2 separate regions of the Hordeum vulgare genome follow, and region 2 is linked to region 1. The links are chromatin contacts, called in public Hi-C maps. All regions are on one chromosome and are shown on one strand. The core of a region is the stretch at or near the end of the contact, and the rest is flanking DNA. Distances in the headings are between cores, read along the strand shown.

What was found. A called contact is a pair of places that touch in the nucleus more often than the background predicts.
Region 2: a contact with region 1 is called in a Hi-C map of leaf, with 3 times the contacts expected there. The contact joins the promoter of LOC123397677 here to the promoter of LOC123395572 in region 1. A contact is called at or near these places in 4 of 6 Hi-C or Micro-C datasets (leaf and seedling).

Annotation. Positions count from the first base shown.
Region 1 is chr5H:163,341,548-163,347,111 of MorexV3_pseudomolecules_assembly, forward strand. It overlaps LOC123395572 (WEB family protein At5g55860-like), which reads left to right and starts at 2,620. Exons shown (of 3, transcript XM_045090586.1): 1 at 2,620-2,838; 2 at 3,440-3,639. The coding sequence starts at 3,469.
Region 2 is chr5H:164,328,458-164,334,021 of MorexV3_pseudomolecules_assembly, forward strand. LOC123397677 (ATPase family AAA domain-containing protein FIGL1) reads left to right here and starts at 3,458. Exons shown (of 15, transcript XR_006609999.1): 1 at 3,458-3,845.

The DNA of each region.
Region 1 (5,564 bases), core at 1,370-3,869:
ACACACGTGCGTTCTACTAGTAATAAAGTAAGATATGAGTCACAAGATTATAAGATTTACATTTATATATATAGTTGTACACTATGTTTTTATTTCACGTAAAATATATATTTTCACCAACATACATTTTTTTACCTTCTTTTTTCACTTCCGACTTAGAACAAAATTTACGGGACATCAAAATATGGTGTAGTCCTGTAATAAGAGCGGAGTGAAAGAAAACTACTCTTCACATGAACGATGAATAATCAATCCATTTGTGTGTGTTGTGCACGCACACACACGGGAGTACATACTCCGCTCCTCATATACCACATAGATTAAAAAAATTAAATATACTTCATTATTTTAAAAAGTTTCTTGAAATATACTTTATTATTATTTCTAATATACTTCATAATTAATTACTAGATATCCCAAAAAAGTTTCTTAACAAAATTCATGCAAGTCTACATATTTTAAAATGTTTACGTATATACTGATTTGCTTGTGTGTGAAAAGGGTATATTATAAAAATGATGTCATAAATGATATTTTTCCATAAAACTCGTATTGGGGATCTTGTATATTGAAAACGATAAAGATGTACTTCCTCTCTTTTGTATAGGGCTGAGTTTAAAAATCTCACCAACCAAGATAGATGATGAGTGGTGGAATAATTTTTGTAGTTTGCAAAAGTACTCAATCAATCCACTAGTTTTTCCTCAAAAATTTATGTTTATCAATGTATTAATTGCAATGCATGCATGCATGAACAATAAATAGTCAAGAACTTTTACATCCATTGATGAGCTTTCTTACACCCCTTTCCAATGTTTCACCTTGTACACGTGCTAAGGCTGCCATGTAGGCAAAAAAACTGATTTGATAAGCTAATTAATAGAAAAGAGATGAGTGTGATGATCCCGGTAAAAAATAATGTTGAACACATAAACCTAGGCAAAACACTTAAATAAAAAAGCCCACCAATGCATGGACAACTCTAGTTGTAAAATCATTAAATGAAGTATGCTTACAACAAGTTAAGCACCAATCCATTAAAGACTTTAGTTGCTAAATTTTTAATGTGCTTAGCACCTCATGTAAGCACATTTGCATTCAAATATGCCTTAATTATTGCATGCATCATGAAATTTGAACATGTGATGAAAAGCAATAATATTGAGACTTACAAAACAAAAAAAAACTAAGTTTTTAATATAAGTCTTATAAACCGGAAAGGAAGGAGTATAACCAATGCGTGCAATGGGAGAAAAATAAATATAATCTTCAAGGATGTTGATCATATTACGTCCTTCAAATTTTAGGACATTTCTTGAAATGCATGAATATTTTTTGAATTAGCAAACATTTTTTTCAATTGCACTCAAAAAATAATACACAAACTTTTTTCTAAAAGTCATGGGCTTTTATTGTTTTCACCAACATTGTTCTCAAAATTATGAACATTTTTCTGAATATGGGAATACTTTTACAGATATCCCGAGCATTTTTTGAATTCACAAACATTTTATGTTTTATTTAAAATTCTATTTCAAAATTCTCAGTTTTATAAGCTGCAATTTTTTTTCAAAAGTCGATATTATTTAAATTTTAAAAAATGGAACAGAAAATGAAAATAAAAAACGAGACTAAAAATAGAGGCACAAACTGTTTTTAAGATTTTTACACGGACTTTTGTTTGAAATTATTGACTTTTTCCATTTTACAGACATTTTCTAAAAATTTAAACATTTTTTTGTATATGCAAACATTTTCAAAACTCCTGAGTAGTTTTCGAATTCTCAAAAAAAAATGTTTTTCTAATATTTTATTTCAAAATTCTCAGTTTCTTAAATTTAAGAAAAGTTATTTGAAGTTCTAAATTATTTAAAGTAGAAAAAAATGGAACTGAAAAGTAAAATAAAAAAACTAAATTAAAAGAACAGGCGGCCACGCATGGACCGGCCCAAATAGGTGTGCCGCATCTTTTTCCAATGCCCAGAGCGTAATATAGGAGGTGCCTCTATGGGCCGGGCCAGTACGAAGATTTTCCTGTTTGAAACGTTTTCTATGACTTATAAGTGATAATTGTGGGTAATTTTCATCAACTTTATGGGCAATGTTAATGACGGACGACAGAAGCACTAATTGCTTTATTAATATAGGTAAAGATTGAAGATGAGAGTATCTTTGTTCATGCATTTTTGTAGATTTCTTAATCATGTATACATGATTGCTTTTGAAACAAAATGTTATCCATCCAAATGTGTTATTTTGAAGGATGAAATGAGAATATATATTAGAAGGCTGGGCTATGAAGAATTCGTGTTTGTACTAATTCTACAACTTTTAAAAAAAAATTACTTCCTCCAATCTATAGATGTGTGTTTAATAGAAAGAAACGTTCTTGTCTTTGTGGCGATGTGTGTCCTCGTGAATGACTTTGATTATACTGTGTGAAAAAAGTTACTCCCTCTTATTCATAATAAGGGTTGAAGTTTTAAATTTTTGTGGGGAACTCTGTTTGAGCTTGAGATGCTTTTGTGGAAGGATCGGATGTTGGTGAGTCAAACCCAACAAAACGTGGGGCCCCGCCAGTGCCATTGAATTGGCTATTGGATGCCCGGAAAATACGTGCGCCCGACCAACTTTTGCTCTTTCCGACCAAGCCGCACGTTCCTTTCGGACCGATCGGACCGCCTAACCCCAACAAGCCCCCCAAGCCCCTCTGCCGCCGCCGGCCGGCAACCCCAGCCCTTTCTCTCTGGCCTCTCCGCCGTAGCGGCTTTCTAGTTTACCGCCGACTTGGGCCTCTACCTGAAGCACTGGTCCTCACCTCTCTCTGCGCATCTACTGGTTCGTTTCGGACTGCCATTTTTCTTTGTTCGTGCTAAGCCCTAGAATTGGTTGTCTGGATTGATTTCCTTATTTTCTGTTCACTTTTCAAGCTGGGTGAAACCCTTTTGCCCTTTGAGGGATGGCACGCCCGTTGTGATATGTTTATGTGAATATTCAAGGGAATTTTGGGGTATATTTGTGGCCTCTTTAGGGTTTGCAGTAGGAGAATGAATTAGCAATGTGGAATGTACATCTGTGCCGCGCCTCTGTAAGATAAAATTTGGAGAAGTAGGGCATACACTCAACGAAACTGTGTGCATTTTACCATGTTAAAAAAAATAACAGTGTCATGCGTGCATTTGTATCATCTTACAAACAACCATATGGGACATTAATATCACCTGTAATGTTTTCTAATACTATGATCCCATGAATCTTCAATATGTGTTTTCCCCCTGAAAAGGCTGCTGGAACATAATTGCTGTTGTTTCATGTCCTATAACCACATCCTAGTAGTTTCCTCAATCAAATTGATCATACTAGTATATATTGCAGAAAGTTGTGTACCATTAGCTTTCCTGCAAATGCTTTTCTCTAACTCCTTGCTTTTCTATTGCAGCTTGCATATAATATAGTAGTACAGTAAATATGGCTATGAAAGTTGGCCCACCTTCTACTGACGCAGAAAAATTGGAGGTTGGAGAAATAGATACAAGAGCTCCTTTTGAATCTGTCAAAGCTGCCGTAAGCTTATTTGGTGAAGTAAGGTTTTCATCTGACAAATCAGCTGCGAGAAAGCCAAAGGCTCCTCAAGCAGAGGTAGCTACTTTGAAATCAACTATGCAAGTTCAAATACTTAACATGCGCACATGCATGTTTGCCATGATTCACTCGCATAGCATGAATACTGAGGACGCCGGATCTAACCCTTGACATCCTTACAAGTATAATTTTGAAAAAGAAATGCATCGTCTGTTGTGAAAACTGCTAGCTCAAAATGTTGTGTCATAAATTTCGTCACTGAGAAGTTCTAGATGTTACTACTGTTGAAAGTATACGTGATAATTTCGTTATTGATCTTGCTTTTTTTATCTCCTCTGAAATGTCTAATTATTTCCCATGCAGCATCTTGTTATTGAGAAATTCATCCCCTTTCTAGTAAATTTAGTTTATATCGTGTTTCAGTGAGTGATTACTTACATATGTTTTCCATTTTTTTTAACTGATGATGAGAGCGAGGGTGTTCTCCCATTTCGAATTGCCAGGCCTTTACCTTAAAGAAACAATGAATTTTTAAGAATGCAGATTGTTTTTAAATTTACATCCTCTTGTTATGAGTCTTATGATGATCCCTATGAGTTGTAATCCATATCATGTTTTTCTATCTAGGCTACTTAATTTCGATTGTAATTTGTAGGATCCCTTTGCACTGTTACATGCAAAAAATTCCCATTCATACAAATGCCTTGTAAGAACTCTGCATTTTCCCTACGGCGTATCAGACACCCTTTGGTGAAACCTTATGATTTCCAATCCTTTATGGCCCAGGAAGAACTCTGTGTTTCCCCTACGGTGTATCAGACACCCTTTGGTGAAGCCCTATGATTTCCAATCCTTTATGGCCCAGGAAGACATGCCATTGCAATTTTGGGTTTCATATTCCTCTATGGAATTTTTGAATTGGATACCCTTAAGTTTGCAATTTCCCTATCTGGTCAATCTGCGTACACATATATACAACAACAAAGCCTTTCAGTCCCAAACAAGTTGGGGTAAGCTACAGTTGAAACCCATAAGATACCGAAACCAAGCCATGGTTCTGGCACGTGGATGGTTAACTTCCACACACCCTGCCCATGGCTAAATCTTTGGTGATATTCCAGTCCTTAGACATGACATGCAGATATTTCAACCAACCAACATACAGTACCGCCTTTCAGTCCCAAACAAGTAGGGGTAAGCTAGAGTTGAAACCCATAAGATATCGTAACCAAGTAATGGTTTTGACACGTGGATAGCTAACTTCCACTCACCCCTATCCATGGCTACATCATTGGTGATATTCCAGTCCTTCAGACATGACATGCAGATATTTCAACCAACCAACATACAGTACCCACCTTGCCGTGCAATGCAGCGGCCACATATGATAACATCTTCGTTTTGTTCCTGGTAGAATATGGAGTAGCCTAATATTCATGGTAGATAACTTTCTCTTTGGCCAGAGAATTGTGTTATTTATGTAATTAGTACCAGTGGGAACTGGAGTTACTGGACTAATATTTTAAATTGGTCTCGTTTTTCTATTATTTTGTTTTGTTTAATCTTTGGGAATGGAGGAGAAAGGGATGAATTGTTAGAAATTGCAGTTTGAATTTTGCTCAACTGTACTAGTTTTTGCAGAAATGACATATATGCAGATAGTCGAACATAATTTGTATGATGGAAATTTGTATCACATTTTCAAATAATCAACCAGCTTAACCACCCACTAGCTCTACGTTTCCTGGCCTAAACTTCTTGTTTTTTTTCCAGTTATTTCACCTGTAAACCTTTTTCATGACTTCTGATATTACTTACGCTGTCAGTTAGGAACAGTGTATTGCCTTTGCCCCTTCATATCTGGCTTCTGCAGTTCACATAATTACTGATGCAATTACATCGCATAATTGTCATATCTCTTCCTTATTATTCACGTAACACAGTTCACTGGATCTATTTGGTATCTGATATCCGAATATACT
Region 2 (5,564 bases), core at 2,208-4,707, 990 kb after region 1:
GTGTTGCTGCTGAAGAAGAGGGAGTACTAGCTAAGGCCCCTCCTACAAAGAAGAAAAAGAAGCTTATGGCGGATGCTATGAAGCCTTCAACTCCAAAGAAGCATGTAGCTCCCAAGAGGACTACAAAGGACATTCCTACTGCTCCTAAAGAGAAACACACTGCTTCCAGAGCCTTTGCCACATAGGAAGATGTTGAGAATGCACCAATTATCATGAAGTTAAGGCCTAACTTGCCAATTCACACTGAGGCTCATCCAATTGCTGAAGACATGAAGAAGAGAAGAGATGTTGGGCTGAGGAAGTGGAGAGCTATTGATCCCTATGTTGTGAGGAGAAGGAATGTCAAATCCTTGACTGCACCATTCCTCACTAATAAGTTCAGACATGAGTTTCGAGATAACGAGCAGATGCCCTTAAAGAAATTTGGTGAGAAAGTCCAGACAGAGTACAATATGCTTCCAACTAGAAGTAAGCTAGGGAGGGCAATAAGGTCAACAGTGAGGCAGATTAGAGGTGAAGATGATGACCAGTACAAACTTTTGTGGGATTTTGGACAGGAACTTAGAAGATCTAACCCAGGCAACACGTTCTATCTTAGCACAAAGGAAGTAAAAGAGGAGAAGGATCCATTCCCAAAGGAATACTTCTCTACTCTTTATTGGTCCTATGATGCTTGCAAGAGAGGCTTCCTTATGGGTTGTAGGCCAATAATCTTCATTGATGGATGCCACATAAAGACAAGGTACAAAGGAAATTTGCTAATTGCAGTTGGAATTGATCCAAATGATTGCATATTTCCTATTGCTTTTGGTATGGTGGAAGTTGAGTCAACTTACAACTGGGAATGGTTTCTAGCTAGTTTAAAGACTGATCTGCATATTTTCAACACATCACCATTCACAATCACGAGTGACAAGAAAAAGGTAATGAAAATTGCTTTGAACATGCTCACGGAAACTCAAACACTAAACTTCTTTTTTCTGATCCAAATTTCTTTTTTTGGTAGGGTTTAATTGCTGCTGTCGAGAAGGTATTTCCTGATGTCGAACACAGATTTTGCGTGAGGCATCTTTACCAAAATTTTCAAAAACTTCACAAGGGTCAAACTCTAAAGAACAACCTATGGGCCATAGCTAGATCAACTACCGTTCAAGCATATAATGAACATATGGACAAGATGAGAGTTGACAACCAGGATGCATATAAGTGGGTTGAGAAATTACCACCCAGGACATGGGTTAAAGCATTCTTCAACCCTTTCCCAAAATGTGACATTCTGTTGAATAACATGTCTGAAGTATTCAATAGGTCAGCCTATATTCTCCCTTCTCACTGTTTACACATGTTGACATATTGAGTTATTACACATGTTTGTAATCCTGCATTTTGTTTCGTGAAATTGTAGCTATATCTTAGAAGAAAGGGAGCTAACAATTGGATCCATGCTAGAGAGCATTCAAAATAAGTTAACCCACATAATTGAATCAAAAAGTAGGGAATCAAGTGAGAAATGGACTGAAAGATTGTGCCCTAAGATCCAGAAAAAGCTAGATAAGTATGTTGAATGGGCTAAGAATTGCACAATACTGGATGCTGGACAAAGGGTCTTCAAGGTGAAAGGGTTGAACAACTCATACATTGTTGGTTTGAACACAATGAGTTGTGATTGCAAAAGATGGGAATTGTCACAGGTTCCATGCCATCATGCCATCGCTTGTTGTAGAAGTGAGAGAATTGATCCCGAAAGCATGGTGCATGAATCTTATACTGTAGAAAGTTACAAGAAGGCATATGGGACTCCTTTAATGCCTATGAGAGACAAAGTGTTTTGGGAAAAAATGAATGGCATTGTTGTTCATCCACCATTGTACACAAAAGTTATGGGGAGGCCCAAGAAAAATAGAAAGAAAGCTCCAGAGGAGAAACTAGATAAGCTTGGTGGGAAAAAACTTACCAGGCATGGTGCTACAATGCACTCTCAGTTTGTGGAAGTGTGATCACAATAAGAAGGGCCACCACAAATATCAAAGTACTACAACATCACCTACTACAGAAGAAGAGGAGGAACCAGATGTTCGAAGCATCATTCTTGTACCATTCTTCAATTTTTGTTGTTCCTGCAATTATTATTTTCCAGGTTCTGCAATTATTGTTGCTTAAGTTGCTGAATTAAACACTATAATACCTTTTTGCATAATGTAATGCCACACAGAGTTAATCCATGGAAGGATCCTACACAAACAAGAGGCAGCATGATCTACACTATGCAAGAACAGGTAATGCACTATGTATGAATTTTAATGAGGTAATAAAAGTGGATACTAATAATTTCCTCTATGACGCTAACTATTTACCTAATTTTCTTTCTTAGGAGAGAAATCATTATGTCCCACCCAGACAAAATGTACCTCTCCCCGAGTCAACATTTATTGTTGCAGCGAGACACTCAATTCCTCAGGAAAGGGTCACAACAACAATGACAAGAGGCAAGGTGAGAATAAACAGGGCAACATCTACTCAAGTTGAAGACGAGGAAGAAGTAGAAACAAGTGGTCATGCTAGAGGATGAGCTACTAACAGAGCTAGAGGAAGAGGTGCAGGGATCTAGAGGCGGAGGACGTGCTACTATTTCAAGATCTGAGCGCACATGAGTAGGACAAGGCTTCTCCAATATGTTTTTTGGAAATGATGGAGCTATAACCACACACGCACTACAATTCATTCTAGCAGAGGAAGTGCCAATTAGCCAGAATGCACCACAATTCAATGATTTTTCTGTTGATTTCCTATTTTTATGAATGAACTAGCTCAAAATGCACCTCAGTTCATAAATGAACTCGTACTTTCTTTAAGCACAACGACCATGTGTTGTTGATACAAGTCATGTAATGAACTTATTCTCTTTTACTTTGAAGCACTTGGTCATATGTTATTCAGACAAGTCTGCAGTGACCAACTTGTTTTATTTTGCCCTCAACTACAGACCATGTATTGTTGAGTTATGAATTTGCTTCAAAATGCATTCGTACTATATTTTCAAATATATTTTTTAAAAGAGTGAAACTTTCCCAGATTTCTTATAATTATAGTGTTGATTTTAGAGATTTGTTCCATTTTTTGTCGACACTTTATATTTTCAAATTGATCAAAAGGCGCTTTTATTGTTTAATTTGACCAAAATGGGCTGAAAAATGGGCTGAGGAATGCTGTGTGGGGTTTCGAGTTTTGCCGTCTCATTTTTTTTCAGAGGTTATGTGTAAAATTGCTTTTACGGACAGGGCTCCAAAATGCTCCAGCCACCTGCCTGTCCACGTCATCATTGAAAAGGCACGATATGACAGATTGACGAAGGATGAACTGTACGTGCAAGTTTGTGGACTAAAAATGTGTATTTTGCAAGTTTGTGACTAATTTGAACAAACGACACAAGTTTGTGTACCAAGGGCGTTATTACCTCAATAAAAAAAGAAGTAAAACCCTGCAGCCGCGAAAAAGCGGGAGAAGAATCGAGATCCCCCAAATCGCCGAAACTCTGAAACACCCGAAATGGAGGAGCAACCCCACGCTGCCGATTGCTCCTCCTCCGCCAGCCCGACGAACTGGCGGAAGGAGGTGGAGGGGCGGCTTCGGCGTAGTCACTCCCTCCTCTTCGGTGCCGACGCTGCGCTCGAGCGCGGGGATGCAGCGGCGGCGCAGGTTCTCGTGCTCCGCCTCCTCGGCTTCCTCGATTCCCAGACCCTCTACGCCGATACGGGTCCTGAAGCCGCCTTCGTCGCGCCCATCCGCGCCGCAGCCTCTTCCCGTCTCGCCGCTGCATCCCGCGCCCGCGCGTCCGACACGGACCGGTACAAACCCTACCTGGAGTCTGATTCATTCAGTTTGACGTTTCATGCTTAGTTCATGATAGATGCAATGATTTGGTTGCTCCATCACTGTTTTATATTATACAAAAGCTGAATTGCTATTGCTTAGATCCACTAAATTTTGTAGTTATGAAGCTTCAAGAATATGCAAATCCTTGGAGAATGCAATGACCGACGATGTGGTAGTTTGCCTACAAAAATGGCTATAGCTTTTTATTTGCATGTACATACCCTTTTGTTTATTTAAGCATATGTATAGTAGGATATTATCATACTGTTTCCCCCCTTTAACATTTTTGTTCCAAATACCTTAATATAATGCATGCTAAATTTAGGACCCTAATATAGGGGGAACCTTCCCTCAGGAAGGTTTCTCGAGCATACAATTGTTCCCCAGAGAGGTGGAAACGAGAGAACGCTTTCGTTCTCTCACCCATGCCCTCCAGCGCGACTGCCCCCTTCCCCTGCTGGGCCGCCCGATCAGAAGCGCACCAGTTTTTTCGCGCCAACCCCCGTCGATTTTTTTGGCCTACACTGCCTAACCCCCACTAAAGCAAACAAAAAAAGAACACACGAGACTGGGCTGCTCCCAACTTGCCAGGGTCTAATCACCCCCCCCCCCTCTTTTCTAAAACTAAGGCCATCTCCATGGAGGATTATTGGAAAAAGTTCCATGGACTACGAAAGAAAAAAAAACCCTACAGGAGTGCCATGGACCACTACAAAAATCATCCATACAGAAAAATAAATAAATACACACTACCAAAATATTCTGCAGGAAGAATTGGCATCATTCACTTAGAAAAACAGTACCTACAAAGGAAGGAAATTGTCAGGGTCCACTACAAAAATAACTACAGGAATATTTGCCGCGATCCAGTAAAAAAAGAAAACCTTCATATTACAAATTTGCAAAGTAATATACAAAATGCAAAAACCCCACCAGAAACTTGCCATGGTCCAGTACAACAAAAAGAGAAGACACCTAAAAAATAATTTGCCATCCATGGAAGACTACATTTGCCATGCAGTCACACAAAACTAACTGTACATAGAAAAAAAATCAAATTGCCATACGGTGATAGAGAAAATTAAATAGCACATGCAATCTTAATTTGTCGCTAAAAACGAGAGATAACAATCCATTCACACTTAGTTGTAATATCGAAAAACTGTAGAAAACATTTTCATTAGTATAGAAAACTTGGTTTTGCCATGGTCCAGTATCTAGATTTGGCACCAAGCTAACGATTGAGTTGCCGTGACATTCAAAAGAAGGGAAAATAATAAGAATTTGGATGATTTAGTAAACAAATTTTTAATTTTGGTGCCATGTGAAAACATCACTCCCTCCGTTCCATAATATAAGAGCGTTTTTGACACTACACTGGTGTAAAAAACGCTCTTATATTCAGAGGGAGTACAAAAGGCTGTATAGATTGCCATGCGAGTAGTAAAAAAATTGGTAAAAGCTGCCATGTAAGTAGAAAACTATGTAAAGTTGCCATGATTGTAGAGAACAAAATTCTATGAAAATGCCATGTGACCACTAAAATGCCTAATACTGCCATGGTGCACTATCTAGGTTTGCCAGTGTACAGAAAAACATAAAAGAAAGCTGTCATAATGTGAACAAAGCTAGGGCGAGAGAGTGAATGATATAGATAATAAATTCGCCACGAGGTAAGGACAAACAAAGTT